2 separate regions of the Sus scrofa genome follow, and region 2 is linked to region 1. A link is a contact called in public HiChIP or PLAC-seq data. All regions are on one chromosome and are shown on one strand. Each heading gives the region's core, a stretch centred on a gene start, on an enhancer-like site or on the middle of the called end of the contact. The rest is flanking DNA. Distances are from core to core; before and after follow the strand shown. Region 1 has its middle 94 kb from the start of FAM43A. Region 2 overlaps XXYLT1 (xyloside xylosyltransferase 1).

Region 1 (5,166 bases), core at 806-3,305:
CCTTTTCACACACCTCATTAGCCAGGGGATGGCTGGGGGGTTCTCCTTCGGTTTTCACCACAGTATACACTTTGGCTATATTTTAAGAGCCTCCAAAGATGAAAATGGCCTGAATTATTCTTTTTTTCTTTCTTTTATTTTGGTAGGCAAATTTTACTCAAAGTTTTCCAGAAGATATTTACATTAAAAATTGTGAGAAACTTGCCACTAAAAATAAATGTCATAACCAATGTGCTTAGAATACTGTTTAGTACTTGTTTACATATATTAAGCACTTACTATCTTTGTTATTAAACCATTTAAAAATCTTATTAAAACAATATTTAGGCTAAACTTAAACACTTAGGATTCTGTATTTCCTTATATGCATTAACATGAGCATTAAATCTCTTACGGCAAGTTAGAAGTTTCATTTAAATCTCCGTGACATATTATAGAATATGTTTGTTTTAAAGAAAAAGAATAGTGATTTAGGCTACCTCCTTGGCTCTTTCTGGTGTAGCAATATCTAAAAGAAAATGAGGTTGTTTGAACTTTTCGGTCTTTTGGATTCCAAATGAACTTAAAACTTCATTTATTGATATAACTCTAGTGTATCCCAAATTAATCAAAACCCAACTTTCAGTTATTGGAATTAAATAAAACCTTTACCATATAGGTAAATTTGCTCTTTTTTTTTTTTTCCCCAGGGCTGCACCTGCAGCATATGGAGGTTCCCAGGCTAGGGTTTGATTTGGAGCTGTAGCCGCCGGCCTACACCACAGCCACACAGCAACACAGGATCCGAGCTGAGTCTGCAACCTACACCACAGCTCATGGCAGCACCAGATCCTTAACCAACGGGGGTGGGGGCAGGGTACGAACCTGCTTCCTCATGGATATTAGTGGGGTTCAGAGCCATGGGAACGTCTTCCTTGAGGTATTATTCTTAAGGGTGAATTTCCCATAAAGTAATCAGCTTTGTAATGAAAAGTCTCTTGCCCTCAGTGCCTGTGTGTTCAGCACCCTGAGCTATACCCCTCCATGGATCAAAACACATCGGATTTCAGGGGACATGGCTACATCCCCTCCTCCACGCACTGTTTGAGAAAGACTCCATTTCCCCCAGCACCCTGCCCCATTTAATTTTCTCCTCAGGAAATAATCCCGCCTCCCTCTTCATCCATGTGTCATGGATTCTTCCCCAGGGATGAAGTAGGAGACCTGTTTAAAGGAGGAAGCTACAGAGAATTCTGACTCTTTGAAAGCCTTTCCTGAAAGGTTCCTTGGAGAAGTGGGTCATGGAAACTGTGGTGGGAGTTTCCCACCTGGCCAGTGTGAGGCGCCCAAGGACACACCCCCAGGTGTGTGGGGAGTAGACACCGCCACCTCCCTGGTCACAGAGAACGACCGCTTTTAAACCAAAGGTGAAGGATCCGACCTGTGTGCCCAACTATCCCATTTTCTGGTTTTATCCGTGAGAGCATGGACGCCCAAGAGGGAACCTGACCACAGGGTCAGGCAGTGACTCAGGGGCACAGCTTCTAGGCTTCTCCCAGCACCTCTCACGTGTCTAATTTGCATTCCTTCCCGATTCCTGCCCCAAGACCACCCAGAACATCTTGTTGTCCCCCCATATCGGACAGAATGTGTGGAAACAAAATGTGGTTTCGTTTGCTTGCTGTGCACCTGCACATCTCCTTCTCCTCCAGAAAGTCTTTTTAGGAAGGAGGGGGAGGGTGGATTACAAAATCAAACAAGCAATTATCAGGTATTACAACTCCCCACAGTGTGGTAATCCTTAAGCTATGTGTCTTGGGATGAAAGAGAAGAATGTAGGAAACCCAGAATTCTGTGGGTGGAGCTGGGGGTGAAATCATAGCTCCCTAAACACCATTTTAAGGAATGTATTCAAAAACTTGGTTTACAAACAGATTAAATTAAGGGGATTGATTATTTACATACCTAAGTGTGCCTTTAAAAATCGACAGGGCCTTGTGCTGGGAACCTGGACCAGACTTCCACTTACCAACTAATTACATAACCTTGGTAAGCCCTGCATTTCTCATTAGATATAAAGCTATTTATATCTTTCTCATATGGTCAAAGCCAGGATGTTGGGTTGTAACTCAGCACCGTGCGGGCCCCGGTCACTTTTAGTGAGCTAAGGTCATAGGTAGATAGGGACACAGAAGGAGAACAGTGCAGACAGTCCATCCTTGAGAGTCTTGGGAACCCTGTCTAAACAACACAAAGAGACAGCATAGGAGGCCGGATTGGGCTTCAACTCTCGCCGGTAGGAACGATCACACCGGCTAATTAACAGCAAAGACTGGGAGGATCCTGACAATATTGCCACAGCCTCTGCTTGAATCTCCCAGCACGGGGAACTCACCACCTCCCCAGCAGCCTGTACCATGATTCTTGCTTTTAGGGACTTAAAAAACACACCACCTTCTCTCTCTCTCTGGGCTCTCAAGGAGTAAGCCTGCTTCTGGACCACACGGAGGATGGCCATTCAGCTATCTGAAGATAGTTCCCATGTCTCCCTTTATTGATTGATTGATTGATTGATTTGATTTGATTTTTTTTCTTTTTTTTTTTTTAAGGATGCACCCATGGCATATGGAGGTTCCCAGGCCAGGGGTTGAATTGGAGCTACAGCTGCCGGCCTACACCATAGCCACAGCAACACGGGATCCAAGCTGCTTCTTTGACCTCCACCACAGCTCACAGCAACGCCGGATCCCCAACCCTCTGAGAGAGGCCGGGATCGAACCCACAACCTCGTGGTTACCAGTTGGATTCATTTTTGCTGCGCCACAATGGGAGCTCCCCCGTGCCTCCATTTAGACTTCTTCATCCCAGGATCCCCCTTCCTCCAGCTGCTCCTGATGGAACTTCATTTCGAACGTGAACGAAATAGGAGCTGGGTGTTCCCCTGCCTGGCATCTGTTATGACTCTGGCAAAACTGCCGTGATGCATAAGCGCCCATCTTGATGACATCATCTCCGCTGAAGAGTGGGCCTCTGTTGACACGTTACCTGTTGGTTCTACATCCCCAGTCAAGGGTCGCAGCTATAGGATTTAGCCAGTGTCAGGAAGGCCTGGGTTCTGACAGATTGTTCCAGCACATTCCAGACAGGAGGAGAAGTAGGAACTAGAAAGACCTTCCACCGCTTCCTTCCTTCTTCTCTCCCTCTGTCCTTCCCTCCCTCTCTGTGGTCACTTGGGACTCCCCCAGCTCCCTTCTGAGGGGGGACCAGGCTCCCTGTTCTTGCCTCCTCAGACAAGCCCTGGAGCTTCATCTTGATTTCCTTTCCTCTTGATGCAGCCACTTTACCCCTGAGATTCTGTCCTCCTCCAGCCCGGCTCCTGCCCCCACCATCTTTTATCCACCTGTCTCCATGCAAACACTCAGGCTCTGAGGCCTAAAGATTGTCACTGGTCAGGACCTCAGAAACCATTGGCATGATTATACTCTGTAGGATGACAGGTCATAACTAGACCTCCCTTGGTGATCATTTTGAACTCCACAAAATAGCAAATCGCCATGTTGCAAAAAAAAAAAAAAAAAATGCCAGAAAGATCTCACAGTTCTAGGAACATCTGTTCCCAGATGCCCTTCTGAGACAGAAAATTGTAATCTCATTGGGCTTCCATCCTTCTTTTCCAAGGGAGAGAATCTTGCCTGGTCATTCGAGCAGTCAGGCCAGAGGCAGGAACACGGCAACCTCAGGGCCTGGGAACATTCTGTGCTGCAGGGTGGCTGGCCAGTGTCAGGGTTCCATGGCCACACAAAGCAGGGAGTAGAATGGAGTGGGGGACTCAAGTGGCCTCAGTAGCACCAGTGTATCTTGAGCCAGTGGCCTGAACTCTCTAAGAAATTCACCCTGTGCTGACCTGGCTCAAGTTCAAATATCTTACATGCCATTGTACAGTGTGGTGTGTGTGTGTGTGTGTGTGTGTGTGTAGTGGGGGGTGTGGGTGTGGTGGTGGGGTATCCAGGCATATACATGGCTCCTCTCAATGACCTTCACAGACAGAAAGGAAAGTGTCTCTTTTCTCAACCAAAGTCTTCCACGTTAAGATTTAAAAAATCCAATATCCCACGATAGCTATCATCCCTGTGCTTACTATTTTTGTCTGGAATTAAGAAGTTTTTTGGCTTAAAGAGAGCAATTTGTGTGTTAGAAAAATTTTGGATATATTTAAATAAAATATGCTGAATTTGGCTTTTAAAAAATGTTTTTGCAATATGCCCTAACATTTGTTAGGAGAAACAAGAGTTGGAAGCTTGAAAATATTAGCCTGCCTGCTTTGCTGGACATTCTTTTACAGCTCTTATAAACTAGGAAATAACACTGCAAGTTGAAATTGAGTCACTGCTTCTGCCATATGTTTCGTGAGCAAACTGGGAAAGAGGATGAGCCCTGGAAAGACGCCTCTTCCTGTTATCTTCCCAGAAGCCATTTAGTGTTGAAAGAAAAAGTGAGCCTCGTGGAGCATAAATTCCATATCGTGATGGCGAACTTCCTTCCCTTTAACCATATGTCAGAAGCACTTGCATTCCAGAATTCAAAAACCACCTGTGATCTTTCCTAAACCAGAACAGATGTATCCAGGAAACGTGGCTGGGCCAGGCCCTGTGTCCACGGATGGCTTCTTTCCAGTACGTGGGCGAATGGCACAGAGGGCGGCCAGAGGCCCGTGGAAAGACCTTGGCAAGCACACAGGCTGAGTGTGGGCCTATGGCCTCCCTGTGGCAAGCAGGCACCGTGGGGAATATGTATAGAACATACACGTATATGTATTGATTTTTAGCACACATTTATGCTTGTGTGCATGCATGAATTCACACAACCAGAGTGTATTAAGACCTACCATAAGTTATTACCAAGGACCTCAGGCAAATTCTAAGTCCTTGCTTTCAAGACATTCCCAGACCACTTAACAGTTGATGATTAAAAAAAAACAACAACAACAACAAAAAACACCCTGGGGTCAAGGAGTGGGCAGAAGGGGAGACTCATCTGCATCAAGGCAGTGCTGGCATCTCCAGCTAGAGTGGGGGTGCAGGGAGAACATGAAGGGGAACACGAGAAAGCACAGGGGGAGGAGGCATGGAAGGAGGGGAGCAGCAGCGTCTGCCCACCTGTCAATACTCCTCGTGGGGCAGGCACAGG
Region 2 (5,166 bases), core at 1,432-3,931, 350 kb before region 1:
GGCTTGGCAGCTTCAGACCCCCTGGGTGACTCCAAGGCCCCCAGGAAGCTCAGTGAGGCTTTGAGTAAGTGCAGTGTCTCCAAGGGCAGTGTGTCAGCTGAGTTAAGGATGCTGTGGGTGCAGGTGTTTGAACTGCCGAGAGGGATTCAAGGAGGCGGCAGAGGCAGCCAGACCTAGCCCATGCCCCTCCTCTCCCGCTCCAACCTTGACCACCTCCAAGCCACAACTCACACAGTCCTGTCAGTGAGCACAGAACAGGGTGCATTGCCAGGCCCTGTGGCAGGTGAGGGTTCCGGGAAACAGGTCCTGGGGTCCTGGCTCCACGGAAGCTCAGGTGAGGGAGGGGCACGGGGTGCAGGAACTATGCTGGCTCAGAGCTTCTTCCCTCCAGGATCCGGCATAGTGGATACTCAGTGACTGAGCCACAGAGAAGGGACGTCTCAAGTGAAATTAGAATAATGGAAACAGGTGCTGAGCTTTTGCTTTTGAGCAACATTGGAGCATTTTTCATGGACCTGGACTCATCTGAAGAGAACGCCAAAGGGGTGATAGTAATGCCGACAATGGTAATAATATCATGAGAGCATAACAGCAATGGAGCGATTCTTGTACTCAACCTGCCACTGCTGATGGAAATGTTTATTAGGGCGCATACTGTGCCAGGCACTGTGCTAAGCACTTTATGTGGAACCTTCGTTAATCCTCATGGCAATTTTATAAAAATCATTATTGACATTACCCCCATTTTCCAGATGAGAACGCTGAGGCAGATTTTTTTGTGGGGGATAAAAAGCAGCTTTGTTGAAGCTTTCATTCACATACCATACAATTCATCCATTTCAGATACAATTCAGTATTTTAAAATATATCTGTAGAGTTGTGCAGATATCATCACAACCTGATTTTTTTATGATTTTTACTTTTTCTATTATAGTCGATTTACAAGGTTCTGTCAATTTCTGCTGTACAGCAGAGGCACAGATTGTTGACACGCTCGCTCATGGTCAGCCTCCGAGCCAGGAGGTGGTGGCGCCAGGATTCTAGGCACGGTCTGAGGCTCTTTACCCGGCTATCCTCTGTGGTCCATGGGGGGCATCTGGGCAGCAGAGGGGCGCCAGTGGTGTTTGGAAAGAGGACACCCCACGAGGTTGGGAAGCAACAGCAGCAGTGCAGGAGAGGTGGGGCCCTTGCTGGACATCTCAGCTCTTCTCTTCTTTGAGCACATGGTCCCCTTCCTGGGGCCTTGATGGAGGCCTTAGCAAACAGGGTAGAAACCTAAGCTTTTCATTTGCAGAGAGCAAAGAGAGACCACGTGAGTTTTGACTGGAATCCGATCTGGAGAAAGGGCAGCTGTGCCCCAGTCATCCCGCAGGAATCCTGCAGAGCCAGTGGGGTCTTCCCTCCAGGGGGAGCACGGGGACAGTGCTGGGGGCGCCCCCCCCAACCCCGGCCCAGACCCTCCTGCCCGCCTTTCCCTCCTTCAGCCAGAAACCCTCAGCCTTGTTGTTTCAACTGCACAGCGCAGGTTACCAGCTATTGTTCTTGGAAGCTTTTCTGTGATCTTAGGACCTTTGAGAAAAGAACAAACAGCTACAAAAACACAGGGTAGTTAAAAAATGTTTGCGATTTTTGTGCTGCATGGAACAAAAGAGGCATTCAGGAGACTCAGCATTGTTCCGGGGGAGCGGGACGGCCCCCTTCTCCCTTGGGAGCATCCCACTGCCAGCTGTGGAATGTCTTAGACCGTAGTCTCGCGGTGTTGGGCTTCTCCTCCATACGGGGTCTGGCCTGGGGTCGCTCTTGCACTTGGAATCACCTTTAATGCTCACTCGGTTTCCATCTAATGCAGTCTTTCCTCTCATTGGGAAAAGTGGCTCCATATTATCACCCAGTCGGTCCCCTTAGTTTCGTACTAGTTACCAGCTACCCCGTCTCTTTCTGAATGCCTTCGACAGCCTATCCTCAGCAGGGATAATAAAGTCATATTTATTTATATAGCAACACAGTGTACATAGTAATTTCCTTTATTGTTTCATTATACAGGAATCACCTCTATTTTATCAAAGGTAGAATTGAGGTTCGAAGCAGGGATATTGCTCAGCTAGTAACTAGCGGAGCCCGATGAACGCAGTGCTCTTAGAACCCTACTAAGATGCCGCCTTCAAGAAACTAAATTTGGAAGGCCTATGGCCTCCGCTTCCTGGGGAATCCTAAAACACTGTGGACCCACTGTTGTCTTTGAGGCTCTCAAACCCTGGGCCCAGGACTCTCTCATTCTGAGCTGGTGCATTTCCCCCATGGCGGCCCAGGGACCCCCAGCCCTGCAGCAGGGGGCTGTAAGGAGCCAAGGTGCTCCTGGGCCTTCTCCGGGGCCACACGCTTTAATCACCTCTTCCTGTGCCTCCTGCTGCTTCCACGCCTGGTTTAATCTGCGCAGCCTTCCCTGTGTAAGTCAAGGCCAGACGAGCTCAGCAGGGGGCATCTGGGGCTGAGCGTGGACACCGCCATTTGGACGTGGAGGGTCTTTGCCTGCATCCTCTCCAAATCCCCAGGCTTCTCTGGAAGAGTAACGGCTTGACCTGCCATCAGGAAATTCCTGAGACGCATACTCAACACCAGTCTGAGGAACTGGGGCTGTTTAGTCAAGATAAGAGAGAGCCCGTGGGGGCACGATCCCTGTCTTCATGTCAGAGGAAATACGCTTGTTCCTTGTGGCTCCAGGGGGCAGGGCTTTGAGCAGAGAGTGGATGCTTGGATGCGGTGAGGTTCAGCACCATGTGAAAAAGACCTCACTACTCGGAGTTTTCAGAAAGAAAAAAAAAAAAAAAGAGAGTATGTGATCCGGGGCAGCGTGCATTTTCTCTCCCTGGAAATTCCTGTTCCTCTGAGGAGGAGGCTATGACGTGGGCTTCAGGGAACGGCAGCTCCAGCCCTAAGTGGTGAATGAGATAACCATTTCCCTTTACACCTATTGGCCTGTGATGGCACCGTCCACGGTGTCCTTTAGAACCAAGCTGCCCTCAAGGACCAAGTCGACCCAGGACAGGGCTCTGGAGGCACTCCAATGGCTGAAGAGGATCAGGGACAAAGGAGGCCACCGACCTCTCTCCCTATGAGGGACCCGTGCTTTTGGTCTTAGCCTTATTTCTCTGGGTGCGGAGCGGGTGGTGGGGGCGGTAGCGGTGGTGGTGACCACAAGGGCCTATGAGTGGTTTCTATAGAGACGATGAGCTGAGTTGGCGCACGGCTGGGCTGTCCTGATTGCTGGCTCTCCTGGTGGGGTCTTGAGAGAGGAGAGGATATGTTACAGCTCATTTCCACATTCTCACCTTGCAGACCGTGGGAGAAGTTTGCTGGAAAGAGCAGCGTGGCGGAAGGGCGGGGCTGCCCTTCCAGCAGCCTTGTGAGTTGGAAGTATGGATGGAGGGGGGCAAGGACTCCCCAGATTGTGACCTTTTCATGATTCATCATTCTTCAGTGCAGGAACGTGTGTGTGTGTGTGTGTGTGTGTGTGTGTGTGTGTGTGTGTGTGTGTGAGAGAGAGAGACAGAGAGAGAGAGAGAGCGTGAGAGAGACAAACACACGTGGACAGACAGACGGACAGAGGAGAGATGCTCCAGTTTTGTTTTCTCTGTTCCCTTTGTCTCCCTGTCTGAGCTCCACACCAAATAACTCATTTTATTTTATTTTTATTTCCCCAATACATTCTTTTTTTTCCTAATGTTCAGCATGGCGACCCAGTTACACATACATGTATACATTGTTTTTTCTCACATTTATCATGCTCCATCATAAGTGACCAGACATAGCTCTCAGTGCTGCACAGCAGGATCTCATTGCTCATCCATTCCAAAGGCAATAATCTGCGTCTATTAACCCCAAGCTCCCAATCCACCCCACTCCCTCCCCTTCCCCCTTGGCAACCACAGAATCTTTCCAGACTTTTACCTATGCTTATCAAAATTATATAGTTACACACACCAACACATATGTGTTAAGATTTTTTTAAGTAATTGTTTTCTAAAAATGGGATATTAATCACAGTCACTGCACACTGCTTTTCTTATTCATCAGTACTTTATAGAAAATCCCTCCAAGCCAGCTGGTATACCACTTACTTCATTTTTTTATTCTTTAGAGCGGATGGTCTTTATTTTATTAAACCATTCTTATGTTGACGGGCATTCACTTTGTCTCCAGTTTTTAAATTTACAATAACTACCTCCATAAACATCCATAGACTGCTTCCATAAACTTCCTCGTGTATGTCTGTATATCCTTATGGACTACTGCTTTTATTTCCCAGAGGTAGATTCCCAGGAGTAAGAGTGCTGAGCTGAAGGGTGGAGTGTTTTTATTTTTGATAGATATTTCCAGACTGTGTTCCAAAAGGACTACTGCAGTTCTCATTTCCATTAGGGGTTGGTGGGGGTACCTGATCCCCCATCCCCACAGCATTAATTGTTACTTCCTTGTTAATGTCAGCCCTCTGATGGCTAGACAGTAATATCTTACTGTTACCCTGATTTTCATTTCTCTGACTCCTGTTGAGTCTGAGCATCCTTACACACGTGTATCTGCTCTTTGCATTGCTCTGCCATGAATTGCCTCCTAGGATCCCAGGGGAAGGGACCAACAAGACTCCGGTGAGGCGGCAAGCAAGGGTGTATTTCCACAAGAGCTTTCACTGGGTCCTGGGTAACTGATGGCTCTCTCTCCCCCACCCATCCCCTTCCTTTCCCCTCCTCATCTCTCCCCCCACCCCATCTCTCTTCCCCCCTCCCCCTTCCTTCTCTGCATCTCTCCCCCTCTTCTCCTCCCCATCTCTCTCCCCCCAATTCCTTCTCCTCTCCATCTCTCTCCCCCCCTTCTCCTCCTCTCTCCCCCACTTCTCCTCCCCATCCTCTCCCACTGGCATAGGTTTTAAAGTCCACAGACATGAGAAATTCAATCACATTCTCCCAAAGGTCCCGGGGCAGGGCAAGGGTAAGCAGAAAATGAAGCTGTAAGCAGGTGAGAGCTGGCAGGCTGGTGGGTGGTTAGTTGCCCTTGTCCCTTGTGTGGCCCTGGGCTGGTTCCTTCGCTTCAGCCTGTCTCTCTTGACCCTGGCTGCAGGCTTCGCTTTTCCAGCTGTCACATTGAACTTCCCACATCAGACCTCGTCAC

What was found. HiChIP or PLAC-seq counts read pairs in DNA pulled down with a chosen protein or histone mark.
Region 2: an H3K27ac HiChIP or PLAC-seq map of skeletal muscle shows a contact between it and region 1. The contact joins two enhancer-like sites. A contact is called at or near these places in 2 of 47 Hi-C or Micro-C datasets (embryonic fibroblasts and heart right ventricle) and 1 of 2 datasets of contacts at active chromatin or transcription factors (skeletal muscle).

Annotation. Positions count from the first base shown.
Region 1 is chr13:131,753,395-131,758,560 of Sscrofa11.1, reverse strand. No RefSeq gene overlaps it. Among named protein-coding and RNA genes, the nearest start is that of FAM43A, 94 kb to the right of the region's middle. Within about 2 kb of position 2,055, at least 3 of the 83 cell types and tissues checked have an H3K27ac peak or open chromatin away from gene starts, as enhancers often do. A contact at or near this core is called in skeletal muscle, where this site is marked.
Region 2 is chr13:132,107,761-132,112,926 of Sscrofa11.1, reverse strand. The region is part of intron 3 of XXYLT1 (xyloside xylosyltransferase 1); the gene reads left to right. Among named protein-coding and RNA genes, the nearest start is that of XXYLT1, 160 kb to the left of the region's middle. Within about 2 kb of position 2,681, at least 9 of the 83 cell types and tissues checked have an H3K27ac peak or open chromatin away from gene starts, as enhancers often do. A contact at or near this core is called in skeletal muscle, where this site is marked.